2 separate regions of the Callithrix jacchus genome follow, and region 1 is linked to region 2. The links are chromatin contacts, called in public Hi-C maps. All regions are on one chromosome and are shown on one strand. The core of a region is the stretch at or near the end of the contact, and the rest is flanking DNA. Distances in the headings are between cores, read along the strand shown.

What was found. Hi-C and Micro-C count contacts between places; a contact is called where the count stands out from the background.
Region 1: a contact with region 2 is called in a Hi-C map of skeletal muscle, with 5 times the contacts expected there. The contact joins the promoter of MKRN1 here to the promoter of ADCK2 in region 2. A contact is called at or near these places in 2 of 3 Hi-C or Micro-C datasets (both in skeletal muscle).

Annotation. Positions count from the first base shown.
Region 1 is chr11:106,855,659-106,863,119 of calJac240_pri, forward strand. MKRN1 (makorin ring finger protein 1) reads left to right here and starts at 4,500. Exons shown (of 8, transcript XM_035254592.3): 1 at 4,500-4,704. The coding sequence starts at 4,520. It also overlaps the pseudogene LOC108592932.
Region 2 is chr11:106,694,819-106,701,880 of calJac240_pri, forward strand. ADCK2 (aarF domain containing kinase 2) reads right to left here and starts at 3,879. Exons shown (of 6, transcript XM_078343628.1): 1 at 2,608-3,879; 2 at 1,820-1,966. The coding sequence starts at 3,540.

The DNA.
Region 1 (7,461 bases), core at 3,250-5,749, 160 kb after region 2:
CCTGACCCCTCAATGGGGTAGGGAAGCTTATATTCCTTCTTGAGGTTACTAAAAGAATGGGGAACATTCCCCAAAACAGGATATAAGGGTAAATCACAGGATGGCAACACAGGTTATGGAATGGAGAGAAGCGGAGGCCTGGCTAGCCACAGTGGTCTTGTTAGGTAGTTGAAACCATACAGATAGCAGCCTTCAGAAACACAATAGGTGGTACATGTTTCTTAGTTGTTGGATTCAGCTAATCTTTTCCTAGATCTGGGGAAGGAAGGGCTCCAAAGAAAGCCAGGCTGCATCCGTGCAGCTTTTCTCTACAGATGCAAATCTTTCCCACAAAAGACAGCTTTCCTTCTATTCTTGTACTTCCAACTCTTCTGAAGAAGTATCTTACTTGTTTTTTTCTTTTTTTTTTTATGATGGAGAGGTATCTTAAAATATGTCAAATAAGTTTGTTTAATTAGTCAATTTATTTTTGAGACAGAATCTCACTCTGTTGCCCAGGCTGGAGTGCAGTGGCGTGATCTTGGCTCACTGCAACCTCTGCCTCCCGGATTCAAGTGATTCTCCTCCCTCAGTCTCCAGAGTAGGAATTACAGGCGAATGCCACCATGCGGAGGTAACTTTTGTGTGTGTGTGTGCGTATATATATATATATATATATATATTTTTTTTTTTTTTGGAGACAGAGTTTTGTTCTTGTTGCCCAGGTTGGAGTATAATGGTGGAATCTCGGCTTACTGCAACCTCCACCTCCCTGGTTCAAGTGATTCTCCTGCCTTAGCCTCCCAAGTAGCTGTGATTACAGGCATGCACCCCCCCACCCCCCACCTAATTCTGTATTTTTAGTAGAAAGGGTTTCTCCATGTTTGTCAGGCTGGTCTCAAACTCCTGACCTCAGGTGATCTACCCACCTCGGCCTCCCAAAGTGCTGGGATTACAGGTGTGAGCTAACACACCCAGCCAATTTTTGTATTTTTAGTAGACATAGGGGTTTTGCTATCTTGCCCAGGCTGGTCTCTGACCTCATATGATCCGCCCACCTCTGCCTTCCAAAGTGCTGGGATTATAGGCGTGAGCCACCTATGCCTAGCCAGAAGTGTATATTTTGAGGCGAAGTGAATGAAATATCATAGTTATCTTGCTGCGGTGTGGCCTTGGGAGATGCATTCTTTCCTCTTGTTTTTGCCACTGTCCTTGTTTGCTTGTGTTGGGTACATCGTGGTCTGATGATCAATAGGCTGATTCTCATTTTCTCAAAGTAGAGATTACAGAAAAGTTGAATTTAAGGGATTATGGAAAACTGCCTATGGAAGCTCAGGGTTTAATATGCTGTGTCTGAGTGGACAGTAGGCCTTAATGCGGAAATATAATTAAATACACTCTAAGGCCCAGCGTGGTAGCTCATGCCTATAATCCCAGCACTTTGGAAGGCCAAGGCAGGAGCATCACTTGAGCACAGGGGTTGGAGATCAGCGTGAGCAATACAGTGAGACCCCATCTCTAAACAAAATAAAAAATTAAGTACAGTTTACTTTTCATAGTTTTAGAAGTAATCCTCAGAAGCTAGATATTCCTTAATTCTCAGCCTTAAAATAGAAGGCTGTATTTAAAAGAGACTTCTGGCTGGGCACGGTGGCTCATCCCTGTAATCCCAGCTACACGGGAGGCTGAGGCAGGAGAATCGTTGAATCCAGGAGGCAGAGGTTGAGGTGAGCTAAGATCGTGCTACTGCACTCCAGCCAGGGGTCTCAAAAAAAAAAAAGGGGTCTTCTTTGAGGCCCTCCCTTCCCTAGATCTAGGAGAGGTTAACTGAGAGTGTGACAACTTTAAAAGTCTGAAAGAAACATTTACCATCTATTATGTCTCTGAAGGTTACTACCTGCATGGTAGCCTTTATTTACCACAACATGGATAAACTGCAGGACATTATGCTGCATGAAAAAGCCAGACACAAAGAATAATTTACATTATCTCACTTACACAGGAAGATGTGAAAAAGTTGAATGCATAGAAACAGAGTAGAACAGTGGTGTTTTTGGGAGGGGACAGAGTTTTGCTCTTGTTACCCAGGCTGGGGTGCAATGGCACCATCTCGGCTCACCGAAACCTCCGCCTCCTGAGTTCAGGCAATTCTCCTGCCTCAGCCTCCTGAGTAGCTGGGATTACAGGCACGCACTACCATGCCCAGCTAATTTTTTGTATTTTTAGTAGAGACGGGGTTTCACCATGTTGACCAGGATGGTCTCAATCTCTTGACCTCGGGATCCACCCGCCTCAGCCTCCCAAAGTGCTGGGATTACAGGCGTGAGCCACCACGCCCGGCAGAACAGTGGTTTACCAGGTGTGGGATGGGGAATGGGGAGATCTAGGTCAAAGGGGACAAAGTGGCAGCTGCGTGGGATGAGTAAGTCTAGAGATCTAACATACCACATGAAGACTATGATTAACGATGTGATAATTAATAGATAATATTGTATACTAGAAAATTGCTAAGAGTAGAGCTTGGGTTTTTTTTGTTTTTTTGTTTTTTTTTTTGAGATGGAGTTTCACTCTTGTTTCCCAGGCTGGAGTGCAATGGCACGACCTCGGCTCACCGCAACCTCCGCCTTCTGGGTTCAAGCAATTCTCCTGCCTCAGCCTCCCCAGTAGCTGGGACTACAGGTGCGTACCACCATGCCCAGCTAATTTTTTGTATTTTTAGTAGAGACAAGGTTTCACCATGTTGACCAGGATGGTCTCCATCTCTTGACCTCGTGATCCACCTGCCTCGGCCTCCCAAAGTGCTGGGATTATAGGCGTGAGCCACTGCGCCTGGCCAAGCTTGGGTTTTTACCACAAACAGGTACATAAATTTTTCCTTCAAGATGATATGCTAAATCTGCGGTAATCACTTCACTATGCATATGTATACTCAAACAATATTTACACCTTAAATATATACAATTGTAAAGACACATTAAAAAAAAGCTAGGATATTCCAGATATCTTTTGTTATTCATTATGTGTTCACTGCAGTGTGAAGCACAATGCAAAGCGTTTTAAATGGCCTCTCATTTAATTTTCACAGCCATCTCTGGAGTAGGTTATATTATCTATTATTATTTTTTCTCCTCCTCCTCATCCTATTATTATTATTATTATTAAAGAGTCTCACTCTGTTGCCCAGGCTGGAGTGCAGTGGCCTTGGCTCACCGCAGTCTCTGCCTACTGGGTTCAAGGGAATCTCCTGCCTCAGCCTCCGGAGCGGTAGGGATTACAGGTGCCTGCCACCACTCTCGGCTAATTTTTGTATTTTTAGTAAAGATAGGGTTTCACATTAGCCAGACTGGTCTCGAACCCATGACCTCAGATAATCCACCCTCCTCGGCCTCCCAAAATGCTGGGATTACAGGCATAAGCCACTGTGCCTGGCCTGATCATTATTACTATTATTCTGATTATTATTATTATTTTTTACAGATGAAAAAGCAGGAGCACAAAGAGGTAAAATAATTTGCTGTAAGACACAAGTAGCTTAGAAAGGGAAGGCGACAGATAAAGGGACCAGCCCTCTAGTCAAAATACTTGGCCAAGATCACATCTGAGATACCAGGAATGAGATAACCTCCCTCCTTTTTTTTTTTTTTTTTTTTTTTTGAGACGTTGTCCTGCTTTGTTGCCAGGCTGGAGTGCAGTCAGGCTGGAGTGCAGTGGTGCCATCTCGGCTCACTGCAACCTCCACCTCCCTGGTTCAAGCGATTCTCCTGCCTCGGCCTCCCAGTAGGTGAGACTACAGGCGCTCACCACCAAGCCCGGCTAGTTTTTTTGTATTTTAGTAGAGACGGGGTTTCACCATGTTGGCCAGGATGGCCTGGATCTCCTTACCTCATGATCCACCCTCCTCGGCCTCCCAAAGTGCTGGGATTACAGGCGTGAGCCACCGCGCCCAGCCGAGATAACCTTTATTAAGTGTTTACCAAGTACCATTAAGCTCAGTGATTTTTAAGGATATCATGTAATCCTCACAGCAACCCAGTGCGGCGGGGTCTGTGCCATCTGTATTTGAGAGAGGATAAAACTCAGGCTGAGACAACAGGTACTTAGCTCAAGATCTCACTAAAAAATGGGAAAGTGCAGATTCAAACCAAGGTCTTCAGTCTGCAGGCCCCTAGTCTCCAGCTCACGCTCTACCATATCAACCTCTGCTAGGAAGAAAGCCTCTGAATGACTGTGGACTTTCGTCGCCGGGGTCTCCACGGGAGACACCTGTACAGACCCTGCTAGCCCCGCCCCTTTCCCCGAAGGAGACGTCCCCTCCACCAATCAGCGGCGCCGTGGGCGTGCCGCGGGCGTGCACGCTCGGGGCACTCAGTTCAAGTGGCGAGAGCGCTCGGAAACGCGACGCGGAGCAGGCCGGTACCGAGCGGGTACCTCAGTGTTCTTCCCCTCCCCTCGCCTGGCCTCGCCGTCCTTTACCCGCAGCCGGACCGGAACTATGTGATCCCGGAAGTTCCGGGGCCTTTGCTGTGTGGGATAAACAGTAATGGCGGAGGCTGCAGCTCCCGGAACAACAGCCACAACATCAGGAGCAGAAGCGGCAGCGGCGGCGGCGACAGCGGCCTCCCCCACCTCGATCCCCACAGTCACCGCCCCGTCCCCGGGGGCGGGCGGAGGGGGCGGCGGCAGCGACGGCAGCGGCGGCGGCTGGACTAAACAGGTCACCTGCAGGTAGGACGTTGGGCGGCGGAGCGCCAGCTCGGGGAGGGGGCGGCGGGCCGCGCCCGCGGCGCGGGAGGGAGGAGGGCTGCCGGCCGGCGGCGAGCGGCACGGGAAGGCGGGGACCGGCGTTGTCTCGACCCCCGCAGCCCTCGCTGTTGCCGCCGCCGCCGCCGCGTCCCCCCACTCACTGCGTCCTCCCAGTCACTGCGTCAACCCCCGCTGGGCCGCGGATCCCTCTGCGCCGTCCGCGGAGGCCTGGCGGTGCGCGGTCGCTGCGGGGCCGGGGGCTGCACCTCCGCCTACCGTTCTCTCTGCGCTGGCTGCGAGCGCATCGTGGAGAGGTAGGCTGGCTCCTCCCCTGCCGCTGGAAGGATGCCCCCGCCGCTACCTCCGCCTCCCGGGGCTCCGGAGGTGGTGGTCGCTTCCAGCCGGTCTCCCAGCCATCCTCTCTGGGCCTAGACACCCCGCCGAGGGCCCCAGCGAGCTGGCCTGGCTCCTAGCCCTCTCCTCCTTCCGTGTCATCCGTTTGTAACGTTTTTTCACGTCCCTCCGCCCCCCGGTCCTCCGCCCAACCGTGAGAAGAAGCTTTTGTATATCTTCTTTGTATGTTTGTCGAGGTTGGCGGTGCTGAGCTTTGTCTTAGAATCAGGCAAACGGGGGCCGGGGTCGTCTAATCCACCCGCGGTTTTTAGCAGCGACTATTACCCTCCCCCAGCGCTATGTTCCTCTTTTGAAATTTAACGCATCTTCTTAAGGGAGTGCAAGGGCTCTTTGCTCCCGGAAGAGAGGTTTGGTTTGGTATGGGAGACTAAAATTTTAGAAAAATTAAGGGATGGCGGTTGTACTGGTGTGTACGCTTGTAAAAACTTCGTAGCTGTACGCAGAAGAGGGCATTTAATTATATGTTTTTTATATTCCGGCTTCTAAATAGTAATCAGTATCGACTGTAAGCTTATCTTTTTCTATGGGTTGAAGAAATCAAGTGAAATGCCGATTTTCATCTGGATGGTATTGATACGCAATTATTTAAAAGTAATTCCTAATAAGAGCTTGTATTATTAAGGGTGAAATTTGAAACCTTGCCAGTCTTTGTGATACATTTCTCCTGGCAACAATGAAGCTCTCAGTTTTCGATACGATACATTTAAGGTGTGAAGAATAAGCTTAATTATTTTATATAATGGGATAAGGCACAAACGCAATTTCAGGTCACTTGTCTTCTTCATCGGTGGATCATAAAAGTGAAATATCACAAGGAATAATGATTTAAAAGTTTTTGCTCTTTGACAGAGTTGTTTGAATATCTGTTTCCCTTTTACAATGTTACAGTTAATCTATTTGTGCCAGTTAGAGCTTTTAAAAATTAAAACTGACCGGTTGGGGTGGCTAGGCCGGCGCGGTGGCTCATGCCTGCAATTCCAGCATTTTGGGAGACTGAGGCTGGCGGACCGCCTGAGGTCAGGAGTTTGAGAGCATCCTGGTCAACATGGTGAAAACCCTGTCTCTACTAAAAATAGAAAAGTTAGGTGGGTGTGATGGTGGGCACCTGTAATCCCAGCTACTTGGGAGGCTGAGGCAGAAGAATGACTTAAAACCTGGAGGCAGAGGTTTCGATGAGTTGAGAGCTGGCCACTTCACTCCAGCCTGGGAGAAAGAGGAAAGAGTATAAAACTCGGTCAAAAAAAAAAAAAAAGAAAAGAAAGAGGAAGGCGGAGATTTACTAGTTTTTGTTTTTTTGCTTGAGGCAGTTTTTGTTCTGCGGATTCCTTGCTAGGTTTTGAGTTTTAGTGTTTGACATTGTTTTCGGTTGTTCCAGGTATCAACATGATCTCTTAAATTACTTTTCTCCTTTAGATAAAGAAATGTCAGGTATAATTTTTTTTTTTTTTTTTGAGGCGGATTTTCGCCCTTGTTGACCAGGCTGGAGTGCAGTGGTGCCATCTCTCCTTACCACAACCTCTGCCTCCCGGGTTCAAGCAACTCTCCTGCCTCAGCCTCTCCAAGTACCTGGGATTACAGGCATGCGCCACTGGGCCCGGCTAATTTTGTATTTTTAGTAGAGATGGGGTTGCTCCGTGTTGGTCAGGCTAGTCTCAACTCCTGACCTCAGGTGAGCCAGGGTGCCCGGCCTAACTGTGGTCTTCATTGTACACTTTGAGCTCTCTGAGAAGAGTAGGGCTCTAGTTTACCTCTGCAGGGCTTTCCCCAGTTCCTGGCATAAGCAGATAGTAAATGCTTCAATGATGTTGATAGAGTCATACCTAGAATTACCCACTTTAATGGGAACTTTGTAAGATTCCTCTGCTTTTATTAAAAAACACACACACACTTGTAAATTCAAGGATGAAGTGCTTGACAGAGCACATGTATATTTTTCCTTTTGTTCTTTTTTTTTTTTTTTTTTTTTTTTTTTTTTGAGACAAAGTCTCACCCTGTTGCCCGGGCTGGAGTGCAGTGGCTCGATCTCTGTTCACTGCAACCTCCGCTTCCCGGGTTCAAGTGATTCTCCTGTCTCAGCTTCCCTAGTAGCTGGGATTACACTGGACACACGTACTCCAGCCATAACTACCTTATTCAGTCATTCAGTAAGTAAACATGGCATACCTGCAATGGGAGAAACAATATTAGTTGTGCGTGAGACAGTGCAGATGTATATACTGTATTATAAATAAACATTTTCAATGTTTGCTAGGTAAACATCCTTTAAAGAGAATCGGGTACACGTGTGTTTTAGTGTTTGTGGTGATTTCTTCTATAGCACATCAC
Region 2 (7,062 bases), core at 2,629-5,128:
GAGACCAGCCTAGCCAACAGGGTGAAACCCAGTCTCTACTAATAATACAAAAAATTAGTCAGGGGTGGTGGCAGGTGCCTGTAATCCCAGCTACTCGGGAGGTTGAGGCAGAGGAATTGCTTGACCCTGGGAGGCGGAGGTTGTAGTGAGCCGAGACCACACCACGGCACTCCAGCCTGGGCAACAGAGAGAGACTATGTCTCAAGAAAAGAAAAAGAAGAAAGAAATGCTAAGCCCTAAGGTGATGGTATTAGGAGACAGGGCCTTTAGCAGCTGATGAGGTCATGAGAGCAGAGCCTGCATTGATGGATTAGCGGCTTTAAAAACATGGGACCCAAGGCAGAGCCCTTGCCTCTTCCACCACGCGATGACACAGAAGGGCCAATTATGAACCAGAAAGTGGGGCCTCACCAGACACAGAACCTGCCGATGCCTTGATCTGGAATTTTCAGCCTCCAGAACCTCAAGAAATACATTTCTGTTGTTTGTAAGCTACTTAGTTTATGGGATTCTGTTTGAACAGACTAAGAGACTTTCTAAACATTAAAATGAATCCCTAGGACTTAAAATCTTAAATCAGAGGCTCTAAACAAAGACTTAGCAGGTTGCTTTTGAAAACCTGCCAATTCCTGCACTCCCCACCAAGAAGCCAATAGGTGCCGACATGGAGCCCCGACCACCCCAGTGTGTTTGCTAAGTCTGGCCCCTTATACAAATGTCCCCAGGGCCCTGAGCATGAAGGAGGTCCTTGTTGACTCAATTTGCCCTGGAATCAAAGCAAAACAAAGGCACAGTGTGTGACTTTACTAATTATTTTCTCACTCTGGAGTCATCGATTATGGCAGAAATAATGCTAGACATTCTCCACCAGAATCATTTCCTTTTCCTCCCCAGCACAAGAGAAGACAGTGTTTCCCAAGTTCTCGGTTAACATTGGGCCCATGTAGTTAAAGCTCTGATCACCGGACAGGAAATAAGTGATGTTTGCCACTTCCAGACCTAGCCACAAAATCTCTTAAGTGACCCTCCCTGGCCTCTTCCTCCAATCCACACTGACCCCAGATGACACATATTGAAGAAGGCAATGCCAAACTTGGGAAGAAATTGAGTTCCCTGAAACTAGGGAGTAGAGCTCCCTCTCTTGACCACGTGCAGTGGCCTAGGTCTGTCATCCCAGCACTTGGGAAGGCTGAGGAGGGAGAATAACAAGCCCAGGAGTTCATGGGCAACATGGCGAGACTCTGTCTCTATTTTTAAAATAATAAAACAAAGAGCTCCCTTTCTATGCTTCAGTTCACCTGCATAGAACTTTGTTTTTTGTTTCTGTTTTGTTTTTGAGATGGAGTCTTGCTCTGTTGCCCAAGCTGGAGTACAGTGGCATAATCTCAGCTCACTGCAACCTCCACCTCCCAGGTTCAAGCAATTCTCATACCTCAGCCTCCTAGTAGCTGGGATTACAGGCACGAACCACCATGCTGGGCTAATTTTTGTATTTTTAGTAGAGACAGGGTTACACCATGTTGGCCAGGCTAATCGGGAACTTCTGGCCTCAAGTGATCCACCCACCTCAGCCTCCCAAAGTGCTAGGATTGCACACATGAGTCACCATGCCCGCCAGAACTTTGATATAAGCAAGAAATGACCTTAATCCATAAAGCCACTGAGGTTTTGGTGGTGGTGTTTTACCAGCTAGTGTTACCTACTCTAACACACCACACGAGCTATGACATACCGGAAAATTATTCAACATTTACTAAGCAGCAGCTAATGGCAAAAACGGTGTTAGGTGCTATTTACAACTGAGGGAAGGAGAACTCACCTGTTGGACCATCAGCTTCTCAAATTCCTCCACAATCTCAGGCAAGCTAAGCCACTTGATGCCTGGCAAAAGTCCAAGGACTCGGCTGCCAATCTTCATCAGCAGCAGGTCCATATGCACCTGAGAGAGCAGGCCAGGGTGCAACACCTGTAGGAAAGAGGAACCGTGAGACAGGAAGAATCCACTGGACACATTTTACCCAGCCGGGGCTGGGTCCCACCATCCAAGGAAGAACCAGGTGGCTTCTCATCAAAGGAAGGAAGATGTGGTCTCAACACCCAAGCAGTTAGTTCACTCCAGACCCTGTTCATTTTCTATCAGACTATTCACACCTCCACTTCAAGCCAAGAAATGAAACAGCTTGCTTGAAATAAGCACTCAGAGCCGGGCATGGTGGCTCACGCCTGTAATCCCAGCACTTTGGGAGGCTGAGGCAGGTGAATCAACTGAGGTCAGGAGTTCGAGCCCAGCCTGGCCAACACAGCGAAACCCCATCTCTACTAAAAGTACAAAAAATTAGCTGGGTTTGGTGACGGGTGCCGTAATCTCAGCTGCTAGGGAGGCTGAGGCAGGAGAATCCCTTGAACCGAGAGGGGGAGGTTGCAGTGAGTTGAGATCGCGCTATCGCACTCCACCCTGGGAAACAAGAGCAAAACTCCATCTCAAAAAAAGAAAGAAAGAAACAAGCACTCAGATATTGGTCAGGCAAATATTAATAAACATGGCGGGTGTTTCTGATCTGGGAACGCTCAGTGGGTAGGTGAGCTGTGAGCTCTCAGAGCACTTACTTTCACTGCCACGGGGATGAGGTGACCTGGCTCAGGGTGGTAGCCAGGGACGGGAGCCTGAGACGCCCCTGCATTTGATCCAACCAGGTCAGCATTAGGGAGGAGCAGCCTTTCTAGAAACGACTGGTCTGCAAGATTTCCTGGAGGTTTCCGGCCATTTCCAAGGTATCCAAAGAGCTCTCTCAGCCCCTGGACTGCCGGAGCTTCTGAGGAGGGCGGCAGACAGGAGGCCCCGCCAAGTCTCTGGACGCTGTCAATCTCCAGGAACGCAGTGTTGGCGTATGCTTTGTACACCTGGGCCACACAGCCTGAGCCCACAGGTTCCCGTTTCTCAAAAGAGAGGATGTCCCCCCATTCCTCCCCAAAAGCCTCCCGGAGGAAGCGCTCAGTGTGAGTCCATGGGTGGGGGTTCACTCGAACATGCAGCTTGGAAAACTGCGCACAGAAAGCCTCGGAAAACAGATCGCGCCGGGTGCTGGCCCACTGGCCCAGTTTGATGTATGTTGGGCCTGAGGTCTCGGTGGCTTTCAGAAGCAGGTGGAGCCAGAGCGTGGAGACGCTGGGAGCCAGGTAGGTGAGGGGGTAGAGGAGAAGGAGGGGGAAGAATTTCACCAGCAGGGCGCCGGCACGAAGCCAGAGGCGGAGATGCAGGAAGACGCCGCCCAGCGGTCCAGCTCGGGGGAGGCTCTCCGCGGGCCCCGCGCCAGCCGCGCCGCTCCAGCGGACCCTTTGCCGACCCAGGACGTCAGGGGCCCCCTCACCCACGTCCCCGCAGGTGGAGACGAGCTTGGGCAAAGTGCCCAGCAGAAGCCAGCAGAACCTGGCATCGCGAGGGCACTTGGAGAGCCTCAGGAGGCCGAGTCCCTGTCTGAGCTCGAAGCACCTCAGGTGCGACAGGAAAACCCTGACGGAGACGCGCCAGGGCGCCACCATCCTCCAGAGGCCTGCGGCCCAGGCGGCCCGCCCTCCTCTGCTGGAGCGCCCGCTCAGGAGAGGCTGCGGTGAGGCCGAAGCCCGGCCCTGCCCCCGCAGACGGAGCTACCCATCCGCGCGGGCTCCCGCCCCGATCGCACCCACACCTCTCCAGGCCTCAGGCCGGAAGCGCCCGCCCGACACTCGCCGCGCTGCGCCTAAGGGGCTGTCAGGCGGCACCGACTGCGGAACGGGAGGAGCCAGGACCCACGCGAAGCCAGGCCCCGGGCGCGCGCGACGAGCGAGGGGATCGCGCGGGCGGAGGCAGAGGCCGGGCAGTCGCAGGGTCACCGCGCGCCCAGGGGCCAGTGCGAGATTCCCGGGGTGGCGGGCAGGCGGGGGCGGGGCGCTGGGCGGAGCGTAGGGGCGGGGCATAGGGGCGAGCGAGGGGGTGCAGGTGCAGGGAACCCAGGCACCGAGGACTGTGGTGGAGGGGAAGGGCACGGGAGATGGCTGGGACGAGATCAGCCACCGGGTTGAAACCGCCATGGCAAAATTATAACCGAGACAGTGAAAGAGATCTGACCTAACCAACTCCATCTTGCTTCTAACCTCCAAGCTGTGCTTGTTTATTCCTGGGCGTAAGCGAAACTAACTTTGAGAAGAACTTAGTTTATACTTTATACATTAAAACAAAGACAATATCAACGATAACAGCCTTTTTTTTGTCGTTGTTGTTATTTTTTTGAGACGGAGTCTTACTCTGTCGCCCAGGGTGGAGGTGCAGCGGAGCGATCTCTCCTCACTGTAAACTCTGCCTCCTGGGTTCAAGGGATTCGCCTACTTCAGGCTCCAAGTACCTGGGATTAAGGCGCTTGCCACCGTGCCCGGCCAATTTTTGTAGTTTTTAGTAGATACCAAGTTTCATCATCTTGGCCAGGTTGGTCTTGTACTCCTGACCTCTGATCCACCTGCCCCGGCCGGTGTGAGCCACCGTGCACAGCCCGTAACAGCCCTTTCTTAAACCTCCTTCTTGCTCGGGGAATAGTTTGCCTTTGTAGGACTAACAAAGCCACAAGATTAGAAAGTATGATTTAGGAGTCAGGCAGCTGGAGGCTACAAGATTCTGACCCTCCCTAAACTATTCCTAAGATCAGTGCTCAAGATATTTTGCAGACCCTGTATTTGATGGATCAGCTGGCACCAACCAGATGAATAAACTGGCTCATCTGATCTTGTGGCCCTCCACTCGGGAACTAACTCAGAGCAAGAAGACAGCTTCAATTTCCTAGGATTTCATCTCTGACACAACCAATCAGCACTCTCCACTCACTGGCCTTCCCCCACCCACCAAGTTGTCCTTAAACACTCTGCTCCCCACAGAGTTGCAGGCGCAGTGGCTCATGCCCGTAATCCCAGCACTTGGGAGGCACAGGTGGGCAGATCATGAGGTCAGGAGTTCAAGACCAGCCAGACCAACATGGTGAAACTCTGTCTCTACTAAAAATACAAAAAACAAAAAAATATTAGCCGGGTGTAGTGGCACAGGCCTATGATTCCAGCTACTCAGGAGGCTATGGCAGGAGAATCACTTGAACCCGGGAGGTGGAGGTTGCAGTGAGCTGAGTGAGCTGAGGCCACTGCACTCCAGCCTGGGCAACAGAGCGAAAACTCCATCTCAACAACAACAACAAAAAAACTTTGCTCCTTGAATGCTTGGGGAGACCGACTTGAGTAATAAAACTCCGGTCTCCCGCGCAGCCAGGTCTGTGTGAATTACTCCTCTATAGCAATTCCCCTGTCTTGATAAATCGGCTCTATCTAAGCAGCTGGCAAGGTGAACCTGCTGGGCTGTTTCAGGATGGCCGGTGGAGGCAGAGGGCTGGGTGCTGGGCGGTGAGGCTCCCGGGGAGCAGAGGGCCGGTGGCAGAGGCCTGGGCAGCCAGGATCTTCTGGGAGCGCCCCAGACCCGCCCCTTAAAGAGGACAGCGACCCCAGGCCAAGATGGCCCTGCTCTTGAGTCCTCGGTCCTGGGTAACAAAATGCAAAGGCGCCCTCCATGTCCCCCTCCCCACTGACTTCTTCGTATCTTTCATTATTCCAAAGAGCATGGATGAAAACTGTGCGAGCTGAAGGCAAGTTCTGAACACAGGTCCACTTTTCAGCAAGGGTAGGGATGGTGGGTGGAAGGAGGGGCCTGGGCTGGGGGTAGGAGTTGCTGGCTGCTATGTCCTCAGCTGCATTAATTCAGCGATTGTGTTGGACCTTGGGGAGAGGCTCCAGAAAGGCCATGTTCATTCAATAATACTTATTGAGCCTGATAAATATTTGAGCCCAATCTCATATTTGTTGAGCCCTAATATCTACTGATCAAGCTAGGTCATGTGCTGGCCCCTGGGGAAGTGGACACAAACATCTTACCCTTACTGGTTGAATACTAATTAGGGGGACCTAACTAGGAACATATAAATGCTGGATTTCAACCTTTTTAAAAACACCCTTGATAAGAAATTAAAATGTGCAGTTTCAAAGTGTGGCAAAGCCATAAAAGAAATGACAGGGTGGAGTGGCTCACACCTGTCTCGAGCGCCTGACCTCAGGTGATCCCCTGCCTCCCGAAGTGCTGGGATTACAGGCGTGAGCCACGTCGCCCAGGTTTTATCTCCATGTGAATGAGAGGCGTCCACAAAAATCTGCCCAAGGCGCCAGGCGCGGTGGCTCAGAATTACAGAATCCCAGCACTTTGGGAGGCTAAGGCAGGCAGATCACAAGGTCAGGAGATCGAGACCATCTCTACCAACATGGTGAAACCCTGTCTCTACTAAAAATACAAAAATTAGCCAGGCGTGGTGGCGCTTGCCTGCAATCTGAGCTACTCAGGAGGCTGAGGCAGAAGAATGGCTTGAACCAGGGAGTCAGCGGTTGCAGTGAGCCGAGATTGTGCTATTTTACTCTAGCCTGGCAACAAGAGCAAAACTCTAAAAAAAAAAAAACCTACAGGTTCTCTAGATGTGCATTTATGATTTTGGAATACATTTAACCGTAGTTAAGAACGCAAATTATGGTGCTAAATAGGTGTGGCCTCAAATCCTAGTTGCTTAACTTCTCTGAGCCTCGTTTCCCATTTGTAACCACTGGAGGTGTGGTAAGGAGTAAGCAGGTGTCTGTGATGTGCTTAGCCCCGTGATTCGATAAATGGTAGCAAGTGTTGTCATTTTAGTACCTAAAAGTTGTTCTGTTTCTCTCATTACTTCATAAGACAGGCAAATCCCAAATTTGGAGCACATATTGTGGAAGGTCTGACTTAAAATAAGGCCCTTGGCAGGGCACGGTGGCTCACACCTGTAATCCCAGCACTTCGGGAGGCCGAGGCGGGTGGATCACGAGGTCAACAGATCGAGACCATCCTGGTCAATATGGTGAAACCCCATCTCTACTAAAAATACAAAAAATTAGCTGGGCATGGTGGCGCGTGCCTGTAATCCCAGCTACTCAGGAGGCTGAGGCAGGAGAATTGCCTGAACCCAGGAGGTGGAGGTTGCG